2 separate regions of the Mus musculus genome follow, and region 1 is linked to region 2. Evidence: chromatin contacts called from public promoter capture Hi-C data. All regions are on one chromosome and are shown on one strand. The core of a region is the stretch at or near the end of the contact, and the rest is flanking DNA. Distances in the headings are between cores, read along the strand shown. Region 1 overlaps Abhd5 (abhydrolase domain containing 5). Region 2 overlaps Ccdc13 (coiled-coil domain containing 13).

Region 1 (2,700 bases), core at 171-2,670, 540 kb after region 2:
CTACACTTTCAGCCATTATAAACATGTGCTGACATGAGCACTGAGCTTGCAAACCTAGTAGTTAATTATTCACACCTTAGGGGTGTGGCTTATTTTCATAATATTCAGAAATGTTTGTATTTGAATAGGACAATTAGAATCACACACCTAAATTTTCCTGGAATATTGGAAACAGGATTCTATTTCTTGACCTTAGATGAACCAACCCATGCCCCTCTCTGTTCCTGCACCGCAGAGTAGGTCTGCAGTCACAGACCAGCAAATGCAGATGCCAATCCTGTGACAAAAAACAAAGCTGATAAAATCAGGGTGGGCCACACAATCAAAACATATGCTTCAGGATTCAAAGATGTGAGCCATAGTATTTAACACTCATCTGGAAGCTTTATGGACTTTTGAAGCAGCCTTGAGTAATTGTTAGGTTTTTATGTTAAACGTAACGCCCTTGATTGAGCTACAGAAAATGTGGATAAGCTCCTTTTAGAACTTAAGGAGATACTGCTCCAGCTGTAGAGCAGTGAGTGTGTGTGCTCACGTGCAACTGCTTCCCGTGTGCTTGGCTCCTTTTCTGTGTGAGGGAAGGTAGGAAATGCCATAGAGAGGTTATGTGGGTATGCGTATGCTTGTGGGTATGTAAACTCTTGCTTTTATAGGACAGTGTAATTCTATGTAGCCTAGACTGGTCTCCAAAATCTCAATTTTTTTCTGCTTCAGCCTCCTGAGTGCTGGCATTACAGGCCTGAGTCACACCACTCAGCTTTTAAAAGATTCTAAATTAACATATGGGTGTATTAGAGGACAAGTGCTGTCATGGATGTAGTGGCCAGTTGAGAACCTGAATCCTTTCAGCTTCATATATCTAAAAATGTATTCATCACTTAAATTGTACTTATATGTGACATATTCTTTCCCCCTCTTTCACAAGAATAGGGTTTTAAATTTCTGTTTCCAAGAAAGGATGCCCAATTTGAAACTGTTTAATTCTTCTTTGATTGAAGACTTATGTTAGAGGAGTATGTATAACACCTCTAATTTGTATATTTCTTTTTAAAACCCCCAAAGCTTCATGGTTTCTTTAAATAAGATACAATTCTTTGTTTAGATTACTTAACAGAGAACAATAGTAAGCACATTTTCTGGGCTTCATTATATCAGTAGAAGGATGGCTACTATTTTAAGCAAAATTGTAACATAATGAAATCCTCTTTACTTATAACCTAATTAGAAATGTTACGTTAAGTGCCCAAAAGAGTGTGTGGAAATTGGCCAGGCTTCTGTATATTTTCTTCAGGATACTTTGAAATTTCTTTCACCATTTCACAATATTTATAGATTGTGCAATTCAGGTTTAGTAACACTATAGATAGTCAAATGTCTCAGAGAACAGAACAGGAATTACCAGGAACTTAAGTGTTCATGGCATGAGGAACAAATCCATTGCTAGTGATAGTTACACAAAATTAGGTAGAAAGTTCAGGGGGACATGCAGGATAATTAAAATCAAACTTTTTTTTTTGTAAAATATGTTAATCACAACTACCTGGCTTTCCTAAGAGTTATCACTTTTAGTATGGTTTTCTAAAACTTTCCTTACTAATTTTGTTTCCACTTGGGTGGTTATAGATGTAGATCAAGAATCTTAATTATTTTCTTTTTAAAATTAGATGTTTCGGGGCTTGTATCTTCTTAACCAAGAAGGTCAGTGCCTAGGTCACAGGGCTTTTAGAGAAAATCTTATGGCACACACTGGCAAGCCTTCCCAGTGTTGTGTGTTTACTTTGGGAAAGTTACAGTCTTTACAGTGAATGGCTTTTCTTTGTATTACAGTTGATACTTCCACTCTCCTCTGACATCAGCCCTTGGCGATGGCTAATAGTGCTTGCTTAAATAGGTCATACTTTTCTTTTTTTCCAAAATTGTGTGGAGACAGCTATCTCTGTTTACTGGTCTACAGATAGACCTTGTGGATTTTTACCTAGAATCTGTGACCTCAGAAGAATGGCTCTGAGTCTGTCAGGCTTAGTTCCAGTCTCCACATGCTAAACCCAGGGAATGCCAGACAACTGGATGGCCTCAGAGACCCAGTGGATAGACACAGTCTCCTTGGAGATGTAGTTAAGTTACCTGGCAGACAGAGGAGAGGATTAACCAAGGACTAACAGAGATAGCAAGAAAGTGTGAGGACTTCTGAAGGGTAGGCAGACATTGCTTTTCACTCTATAGGTGTTCGTGGGAGCTGCTGTATGTTTAGTGCCCTGTCTTAAAGAAACAGAATTAGAAGTCAGATTCCATACTCCATCTTACCAGAAATCTGATTAAAGCAAACCTGGACAGAAATTCTGTTTGGACTTAGGGGAAATGCTTTCTTCACAGTTTTATTAGGAATGATTTTTTTTTTTAAATTTCAAATATGCTATAGAAAAAGCTCACTTGTAAAAAACAGCCCTGCATTGATGAAGAGGTAACTACAAAAATAAGAGCTTTGTTGCCCCTTCATTTTTAGTGTAACCCACCTGGTACAAATACTAAATTGAGGGGCAAAAAAATCATGGCTAATTCCAGCCTTTAAAGATTGTTTGTGTAGCCAGGTGTGGTAGTTCTTACCTGCAGTTCCACCACCTGGGTGATAGAGGCAAATGAATCAAACATTTGAGGCCATTCCCAGCTGCTTAGCAATACAAGCTTGGATTTCCTGAGAAC
Region 2 (2,700 bases), core at 106-2,605:
AGTGTATCCTTACCCTAATGGCTAAGGATGTTGACTATTAACAGGCGGCCTGCCTGTAACCCCAGAGCTTGAGACACAGAGACAGGGGAGGCCTGAAGCTCTGGGTGTAGGAGACACTGCCTCATGTCTACTCTGGCCTCTTCACACATGCACACACATATATACATTCCGTAACCATTTGTATTTCTTCTTTTCAGAAGTGTATGTGGAAATAATTGTGTATTTAAAATTTGAGTTGTTTGTTCTTTTGCTAAGGTTTTGGAGTTCTTTATATATTCTGATTATCAATCTTCAGAGCTACAGGTGGCAAAGGCTGCCCACACAGCAGGTTCTCATCACTCTGCTGGGCATTTTGTTCCCTAATCCTTTCCGTTTAATGCCATCCTATCAGTTCTTGCCCTGTGTCCCTATTCAGAGGGCCGTGTTCTGTTCCTAGAGCATCGCCAGGCTGTGGGCCTAACACTGAGGCCTCCGATGCCTTTTGAGCTGATACTTCTCAGGGTGAGAGGTAGGCTCTGGTTTTATGCCTCCCCACAGCTGTGCCACATGATAGTGGCAGCCTTTTCTCTAGTATGTGTTTCTTTTACACCACTGTCAAGAATCAGATGAGATCAGGCGTGTTCAAGGTGGTACGGAAGGAGGTAAGTCATTCACACAGCTTCACCAGAGCAACGGTGAGGAGACTTGAGCTCACATCTCTAGGGTCCCAAAGCTTTGGGGGATGTTGTTTCCCTTCACGCTGGCTTCAAGGATTTCATGGATAACCCTAATTTAAAAGGCACCCAGGAGGGTGTAGACTTGATCCCAGGGGATGCAGGTGGCATGCTCGAGGAAGCTTCTGGAAGCTTCTCACTCTAAAGGCAAAATGAGGGTGGAGGTGGGAGTAGGGTAGTAAATCTCGGCTAACCTGTCTAGTGCTCTCTTCAGGATGGCTCCCTGCTGAGGAACCCACCCCTACACATGCCAACACAATCAATCTTGCCAACAGACCAAGGATTCGGGGTTAGGGAGGCACAAGTGTTGTTATCCCCATTACACAGATGCAGAGACTGAGGCACAGAGAGTAATTTGCGTGCCAGTCCACAGGTGGTGAGGAGATCTCTAGGGTTTGAACTCAAGCCAGTCAGCTCTGGAACTGCTTCTCTTAACTACCTGTGGTGTGTGCCAAAATACTTAGAAAATAAAGAGGCAGACCAGGCTGTTTTACTGGCTAACAAAAAGCTTCTGGTATGAAACTGGAAAAAGCATTACAGCAGTCACGCAAACTTAAACGAACTCAGGCAAGCATGCCTGCAGAGACAGAAATGAAACCCAAGGCTGTGGGGCTGGTTAAGAGCCAGGACTGGGCATGTGCAAAGTGTTATGTAAGTGCGTATGCAGGCAATAAACAAATGAAAACCCCTTCACTCTGCAAGGGCATGGTGTGGGAGCCACAGGCCTGCGCCAGTGCCGTGTGCTCCGGGGTCCAGGAGGAGCCCACTCACCCTGCTCTGCAGCACTAGAATTTGTTGAGCCCTTCCCCGCCAGGTCCCAGGTGAGGCCAGCAGCTGCTGGATGTTTACATCTTCCCCAACTTCATTGGCCAGAACCTGAAACAAAGCAAGGCGCTCAGTGTGGGCAGGGGAGAGGCTACCCAGCCCTTCTAGCCCTCACTGCATGGCTCCCAGGCAGTTCTGGGGTGGAGTTCCTGATGGTCCTGATGGCTTTATCTGCATGACCTCCCTCCTACCTCAAAGCTCAGCTGTTAAAGGTCCAGATCTGCTCTGCCTGGGAGGTAGTGAGCCCATCGGGCCAGCCCTTCTCTGGGACACTCCAACACTGTTCTTGCCCCGAGGGCCCCCTGCTCCCTGCACATTCAGCCACCAGTGCCTGCCTCCTTGCATGACTCGCCTGGGATCACAGAATTCTGGAGGGCTCAGGAGGCGTGCTGCACACCACAGGGGCTGGCCTCTGCCAAGTGACTCTTGTAAGTACAGAGAAGTCAACTGAGGCTGCCGTGCTTCAGGAAGACCTGACACTGTGGCCACCAAAGCTGTATGAAGCTAGGCCTACCTCAAGGTTTTGAGGATGAAATAATACCCTCCGTATGTCACCAAGCTGATCCCTATCCAGCAGGACAAGTCTCTGGCCCTTGTTTCCACAATAGAACACTGTTTTGTAATTCTTGGCCAGTCTGAGTGGTTCCAGCAAAGAAGGCAGATGCCAAATTCACTATGTTAATCCAAAACCCTGGCACCGAGCACTTTCCTTGGGAAGGGGCCTTCAGTGCACAAATTCCCTGTTTGTTCCTGTGCTGCAGGTCACAGGTGCAAGGCAGCAGGTGGGCCAGGCAGCCTTTGAGTCACAGGTAAGGCAGCTCACTGGGTCTACCAGGGCACAGGGCAGCCACTGGGGGAGGTACAGAGAAGGCTCCCAGTCCTCTCTCTGCTTGGCAGAGCTAATCTCCTCAGTTCATAGGCAGGTAGTGGGCATCTCAGGGTAGTGGGCAGCCCTTCCAGGAAGCCGGCCACCCCATACCCCAGACAGGACTGACCCAGCACAAGCAGGACTAAGCAGCCCTGCTTTGGAAAAGAAGCCAGTGGGTCATCGGGATTTTCCTGGGACCAACCCTGGTCACACAAGAAGTCCCACACCCTGAGTGTAGAAGACCTTCTGGGCCACACGGAGCTCCTGCTTTGCAGACTGGATCTGGTTGCGCAG

Evidence for each region. Promoter capture Hi-C pulls out the DNA fragments that hold promoters and counts their contacts.
Region 1: a promoter capture Hi-C map of the C10 cell line shows a contact between it and region 2, with 3 times the contacts expected there. The contact joins two enhancer-like sites. A contact is called at or near these places in 2 of 39 promoter capture datasets (the C10 cell line and liver), 1 of 115 datasets of contacts at active chromatin or transcription factors (stem cell-derived neural progenitor cells) and 1 of 9 other capture datasets (embryonic stem cells).

Annotation. Positions count from the first base shown.
Region 1 is chr9:122,355,946-122,358,645 of GRCm38.p6, forward strand. All of the region lies in intron 1 of Abhd5 (abhydrolase domain containing 5), which reads left to right. Among named protein-coding and RNA genes, the nearest start is that of Abhd5, 5.7 kb to the left of the region's middle. Within about 2 kb of position 1,421, at least 26 of the 459 cell types and tissues checked have an H3K27ac peak or open chromatin away from gene starts, as enhancers often do.
Region 2 is chr9:121,818,011-121,820,710 of GRCm38.p6, forward strand. It overlaps Ccdc13 (coiled-coil domain containing 13), which reads right to left. Exons shown (of 16, transcript NM_028384.1): 6 at 2,650-2,700; 7 at 1,485-1,589. Among named protein-coding and RNA genes, the nearest start is that of Gm51698, 16 kb to the left of the region's middle. Within about 2 kb of position 1,356, at least 44 of the 459 cell types and tissues checked have an H3K27ac peak or open chromatin away from gene starts, as enhancers often do.